Regions from separate parts of the Mus musculus genome. Here region 1 is linked to region 2. The links are chromatin contacts, called in public HiChIP or PLAC-seq maps. All regions are on one chromosome and are shown on one strand. The core of a region is the stretch at or near the end of the contact, and the rest is flanking DNA. Distances in the headings are between cores, read along the strand shown. Region 1 overlaps Epb41l3 (erythrocyte membrane protein band 4.1 like 3). Region 2 overlaps Epb41l3 (erythrocyte membrane protein band 4.1 like 3).

What was found. HiChIP or PLAC-seq counts read pairs in DNA pulled down with a chosen protein or histone mark.
Region 1: an H3K27ac HiChIP or PLAC-seq map of embryonic fibroblasts shows a contact between it and region 2, with 18 read pairs. The contact joins two enhancer-like sites. A contact is called at or near these places in 3 of 484 Hi-C or Micro-C datasets (muscle stem cells and nephron progenitors), 2 of 115 datasets of contacts at active chromatin or transcription factors (embryonic fibroblasts and embryonic stem cells) and 2 of 9 other capture datasets (adipose tissue and pancreatic islet).

What each region holds. Positions count from the first base shown.
Region 1 is chr17:69,255,218-69,257,917 of GRCm38.p6, forward strand. It overlaps Epb41l3 (erythrocyte membrane protein band 4.1 like 3), which reads left to right. Exons shown (of 23, transcript NM_001355734.1): 10 at 2,154-2,251. Among named protein-coding and RNA genes, the nearest start is that of 2410021H03Rik, 21 kb to the right of the region's middle. Within about 2 kb of position 1,399, at least 45 of the 459 cell types and tissues checked have an H3K27ac peak or open chromatin away from gene starts, as enhancers often do. A contact at or near this core is called in embryonic fibroblasts, muscle stem cells and pancreatic islet, where this site is marked.
Region 2 is chr17:69,180,061-69,182,760 of GRCm38.p6, forward strand. The region is part of intron 1 of Epb41l3 (erythrocyte membrane protein band 4.1 like 3); the gene reads left to right. Among named protein-coding and RNA genes, the nearest start is that of Epb41l3, 22 kb to the left of the region's middle. RefSeq lists an enhancer at 564-2,437. Within about 2 kb of position 1,356, at least 174 of the 459 cell types and tissues checked have an H3K27ac peak or open chromatin away from gene starts, as enhancers often do. A contact at or near this core is called in embryonic fibroblasts, muscle stem cells and pancreatic islet, where this site is marked.

The DNA of each region.
Region 1 (2,700 bases), core at 149-2,648, 75 kb after region 2:
TGGCTTACAGGTTCAGAGGTTCAAGTCCATTATCATCAAAGTGGGAGCATGGCAGCATCCAGGCAGGCATGGCGCAGGAGGAGCTGAGAGTTCTACATCTTCATCTGAAGGTTGCTAGGAGAATACTGGCCTCCAGACAGCTAGGACTAGGGTATTAAAGCCCACACCCACAGTGACACACCTAGTGCAACAAAGCCACACCTCCTAATAGTGCCACTCCCTGGTCCAACCATATTCAAACCATCACAGTGCACCTCATTGTTCAAGAGAGGGGCAGATTGAGAAGCAGCGTACAGAGGAGCAGACGACCAGAGACGTTAAGGGACTAAGCTCCATGTGACATGCATGAGTCTCTGTGTAAAGTGATTCACTAGCAGTGTTATGGGCTACACAAAGGGCTTGCAGAATGGGTATCAGGGAAAAGTGTTCAATGATCATATAAGAGTTCGGAGGCATTAGGAGCTCCTGCCGGGTGCATGAGGGTGAGGGGTGACCTCTCGGGGGCAACTGACGACGGCTCCTCTTTCCTAAGGCTTTGAGGTGTGTCAGAAGCAGCCATAAAGGAACGTGCACCCTTTATCCTCGTATTTGAGTTAATTACCAATGGTACACAAGCTCTGCAGACACCAACCAGTGTAGGGAGCCTCTCTGTTCCCACCAATGAGCAGCTAGAACTGGAGAGAAGAGTAGGGTTGGGTCGTCTAAAGGCTGGATGGGGGAGCTGAGTTAGAAAGAAGATGACTACCAGATCCAGCTGTGCTTGGATAAGGGGGGGAAGAGCTCCAGGGTTCTGTAGCTCAGTCAGTGCGTAGCGTTGACACGGAATCTCACATTTCAAAACACCGAGCAGGAACGATTTAGAATATCCCCAGCATTGAGTCACGAGCCTGACTCAGGAGACAAGTATCCCAAACGATCCCTAATCGGATGGACACATCTACAGCATGCTCCAGAAATATGTACAATTATTATGTGACCATAAACACTTTGAATATTTTTTAAAAAGAGAAGAAAAATTCCTCCTGATCTTCCATGGAGAGTGAGCTGACTCTCTCCATCCCCTGGCCTGGTTGTTCTGCTCTTAGAGACGTTAGATGCAGTGCTAAAGGACGGAGTTTAGTCAACAGCCACAGTACTTACTAGGACCTCCAGACAACAGCCGTTTTTCCAACACCCCCCCCCCCCCGCCCCCGAGGAACAACAGAATCAAACACAAAGCTGGGGAAGGCAATTTTCAGTGCATTTCCCAATTACCCCAGTTACCTGCGCAGACAAGAAAAAGATCAGCAGTAATCCTAGCTCCCATGCCCGGTGTATTTGATTCCCTCACCTTGGTGCCTCGCCACATAAATAACTTTTGCTGTTAATATCAACACGCTGGTTGTTCTGCGCTCTTTGGAGGAAGCCCTTACATATAAGGTCGATGCCCTCTGCTGGCCTGATGCGTTGTGACGCCTACAGACACTGAAAGCAGGGGGTGGTGCATCTGCAATCATATCAAAACATGATACAGAAGAGCAGATATTTATCTTCAAAAGCTTAAATGACTGACAGAACATCCTATGAAGATTCTCAACAAGATGGGGGATAGGGAAAATGGGCTCTTGCCCGCCTGGGATGGTCACTATGGAGTCGTGTGAACAGGCGGTACTCTAACCCACAGCAGGACACACAGGAGACCTCGGCAGTATCATAAACAGCAAGGTGTCAGCTTGGGGAAAGCGTATGTATTTCCATTGGGTGTTAGAAGGTGTCATCTCTCTGTCTGCTGTGGACGGCTTCGACATTTGTGTTAATTGAGTTCAAGCCCTCATGCTGTTGAAAACCCACCTCGGATGAGATCAGGTTGAACTGGTCTCTGGGAGGAATCCATGCGTCTCCCTGATTTGAGTTTGGATTTTGTAAAACACATGATTGTATAGGCACCTCATGCCTAACACAGTTACCCTACATGTCAAGCATTTTTAAGGTGAAAGATAACAGATAAAAATAAACACTGATTCCTTATCGTGAATTCTGTACATAATCGCTGACTCAGTAAGTAACAGAGCGTTAGGATGGACTCTTAAGTCTGTATGTTATTATCTGCAGAGTTTTTATTTATAATACCAAAGATCACCTTAATCTTTACTGTTTGTTTGTTTTATTTTTAGTTTGAGCAATTTGAAAGCACCATTGGGTTCAAGTTGCCAAACCATAGGGCTGCCAAGCGCCTCTGGAAAGTGTGTGTGGAGCATCATACATTTTTCAGGTAGGAAGCAAATATTTAGGTTTCTTCCTAACAGATTTTTGAACTGTTGGAGCCACTTTTACTAGGGCAAAGAAAAAGTTGTAGAGGTAACTGTCATGGATGCTTTCTGCTCCTGTAATGAGAATCACTCGTCTGAATGTTCCTTCCTTTTTAAAAATATACATGCATATATCTCTCTCTGTGTGTAAGTGTGTGTGTGTGTGTGTGTGTGTGTGTGTGTGTGTGTATGTGTGTATGTGTGTGTATATGAGTGTGTGTGTGTGTGTGTGTGTATGTGTGTGTGTGTAGGTGTATGCATGTCACTTTACACATGGAGGCCAGAGAACAACAACCTTGGAACTCCCTCCTCATTTCCCACGTGTTTAAGACAGGGTCCATTGTTCACCTCGCTGCTGTGTGTTGTTCACGAGACTAGCTGGGCTCTCCTGGCTCAACTGTCTCTCTATAGA
Region 2 (2,700 bases), core at 106-2,605:
CATACGAGCCCCCAGTGCAACCTTCCTGTAACTTGCATGCTACCAATTGCCCCGAGAGGTCTGCTGTCAAGGCTTGGTACCCAGCTTGGCATTGTAAGGGGTGGGGTGGAAACTTGAGGGCAGCGGTTCTCAACCTGTGGGTATCAATACCTCTGGGGGGGGTTGCATATTAGATATTTAAATCACAATTCATAACTGTAGCAATGAAAACAGATTTATGGATGGGCGTCACCACATCATAAGGAACTGTATTAAAGGACCCCAACCGTAGTGACAGTGAGAACCGCTGCTTTAAGGGGTCCAGGTCATTTGAGGTCTTTATGTCTTTGTAGATGTGAACCCAGAGGACAGTGGGACCCCAACCCCTTCTCGTTTTCGGTCTCCTGGGGCAGATTTGCCCCCCAGTCATTTCTGCCATAATATCTGAGCTCTACATGGAGCCTTCAAAGCAGCTGTACCCAATCCAGATGGGAATCTCCAAAGCCAAGCCCAAATTAACCTCTTCTCTCCAGAGACGATCCTTTGGGGCATTTGATATAGTCACAGAAGGTTAACAGAAATACCCTCACTTCTTTGCCGAGGTTTGACATTTCCCATAAAATAAATGGAGCCACGATTTTGTCTTGTCCTTTGGGGCTTAAGGACCTCACAGCTCAGTGAGTTCCCCGTAATGGACAGGAATCACCTGCCTGAGAGGAACACAGCAGAGCTAGACAAACATAGCAGGTTTCAGGAGCACTCTTCCCTGGATAGCCACTTCAGCCTGAGCCTCAGACCACAGACATCTGCAGGACCAGGAACTTGGGATGATATAACTGTATCTTACCACCTAACTTTGTATCAGTTATTGGCTATTAGGCATCTGGGTTTCCTAAAATATAGGCAGGGGTTCGGTTTTGTTTGATTTTGTTGGTGTTGGGGTTGAACCTACCACAGTGAGCTCTATCCCCAGGTTCATGGTCAGGGCAACAGTAGCTTCTGAGGTGGAAGGTGACACTGAAGCCCAGGCTGCTTTCTGCAGTCCCACAGGGTGTAGTTGCACCTCTGTGGCTTGGGAGGAAGAGGGTAGATCTGCCTTGTGCATTTGTTTCCTAGGACACTCAGGCTGAAAGACCATAGTGGTGAGTGGCTAAGCTGTGTTTTAAAAATACTTTTCCTACATTTTATTTGAAAGACCTACCCAAACCTAAATCTTGCTTCTTCTTTTTTGCTCTGCTATTGTGAACCGGAAGGATTTGGAAGTAGGGTGAGATTGTGGCCTTCCCCTCTTAGTTCATTTTTTTGCTGTGTCATTTCCGCTACTTCTGATGCTGATGTCTGGGAAGGGGAATTACTCGAATCCCCTAGAGGATTGCAGTAACGTGCACAGCCCCGGCGCTGTCTGCATGCTCACATCAGGAGTCTGCACGCTCATGTCAGGAGCTCATGCTATTGAAATTTTTCTTCCCTTTCTTACGTGTTCCGTTCCTCTCCCGTGGGGCTGACCCAGGGTTCACGTCAAGGTGGACCTTGCTGTTGAACAGACTGGTTCATAGGGAAAGGCTAAAGAATTCACATTTTCTATCCAGGCTGAATCCCAAGCAGTGTGATTTCAGCGACCGACCGAGGATTTTTGTAGGGAGAGCTGTAAAGCAGAGACCTCTCTGAGACACCCTGCAGTGTCCATGGCTGCAGCTGGCGGGTCTAATTATAGTGTGGGAAGCCCCTTAGGAATTTCAGAAAGTGTTAGCAAAAGGCCCGAAGCAAATGGCAGCTGTTTGCCTTGGGCACCAGGGAGCCAAAGTCCATGTATAATAAAAATAGCATGCCCTAGCCAGCCTTTGCTGGCCTCAGACACTTACAGAATCACTCTCCTTATGGCTAGTAATTAATAATAGACTGATGGCCAGTTATCAAAAGGGTTGGCTCCAGAGATCTGGGAGCAGGGGGGACACATATTCATCTTTCATAGTTTAATACTGAAAGCATTGGCTTCCCCAGGACACATTAACTTAAAGGTAGCCAAGCAAATAAATATTGCACAAGGTTGTTTGGAATATCAGGATATTACGGGTGCAGCTGTACCCTGCCTGGCCTCATGATGATAACATGAAGGAAACCCCACCTTCTAACATACGATGTGAGAAGTAGTCTGTAATGGTTTTTTGTTTGTTTGTTTGTTTATTTTGAAATAAAGACTCAAACACAAGGACTACCAGCAAAGTGACAATGATTCATTCCCATGAGGAACTACATGCCCAAGTCTTCACAGAGTTGTGTGTCATTTTAGAAAACCATGCTACTTCCAGCTAGGCTCTTGGACAAGCAACCGCCCCGCCTGCCAGCTAAGGTTTTTCCCACAAATGCTGAGAGCGTCATCCCGGCTATGCTTCAAGAAAGGCCGCTGCCACGCTGCCTGCTGATGTTTTCCTCCAGCAGCCACCCATACTTGCTCCTTCTTGTGAGCTCAGCCCCGCCCGAGCTCTTTCAATCTCTGGTGGCTAGTTCCACCAAGCCGCCAATAGACCACCCTGTCTGGTCTTGCTCAGCTCCTGGTCAAAGGCTAGGTGGAGAATATACTGGCCCATCCTCCTTGGCCTCCGCAGTTGCCTGCCCAGGCTACAGACTATTGATGCCCCAAGAGACTTTCATGTCTGCAGCTTCTTATCCTCTCTGCACCTGGTCTTCGTCTAATCCTCTCCATCCCCCTCTTCCTATCCT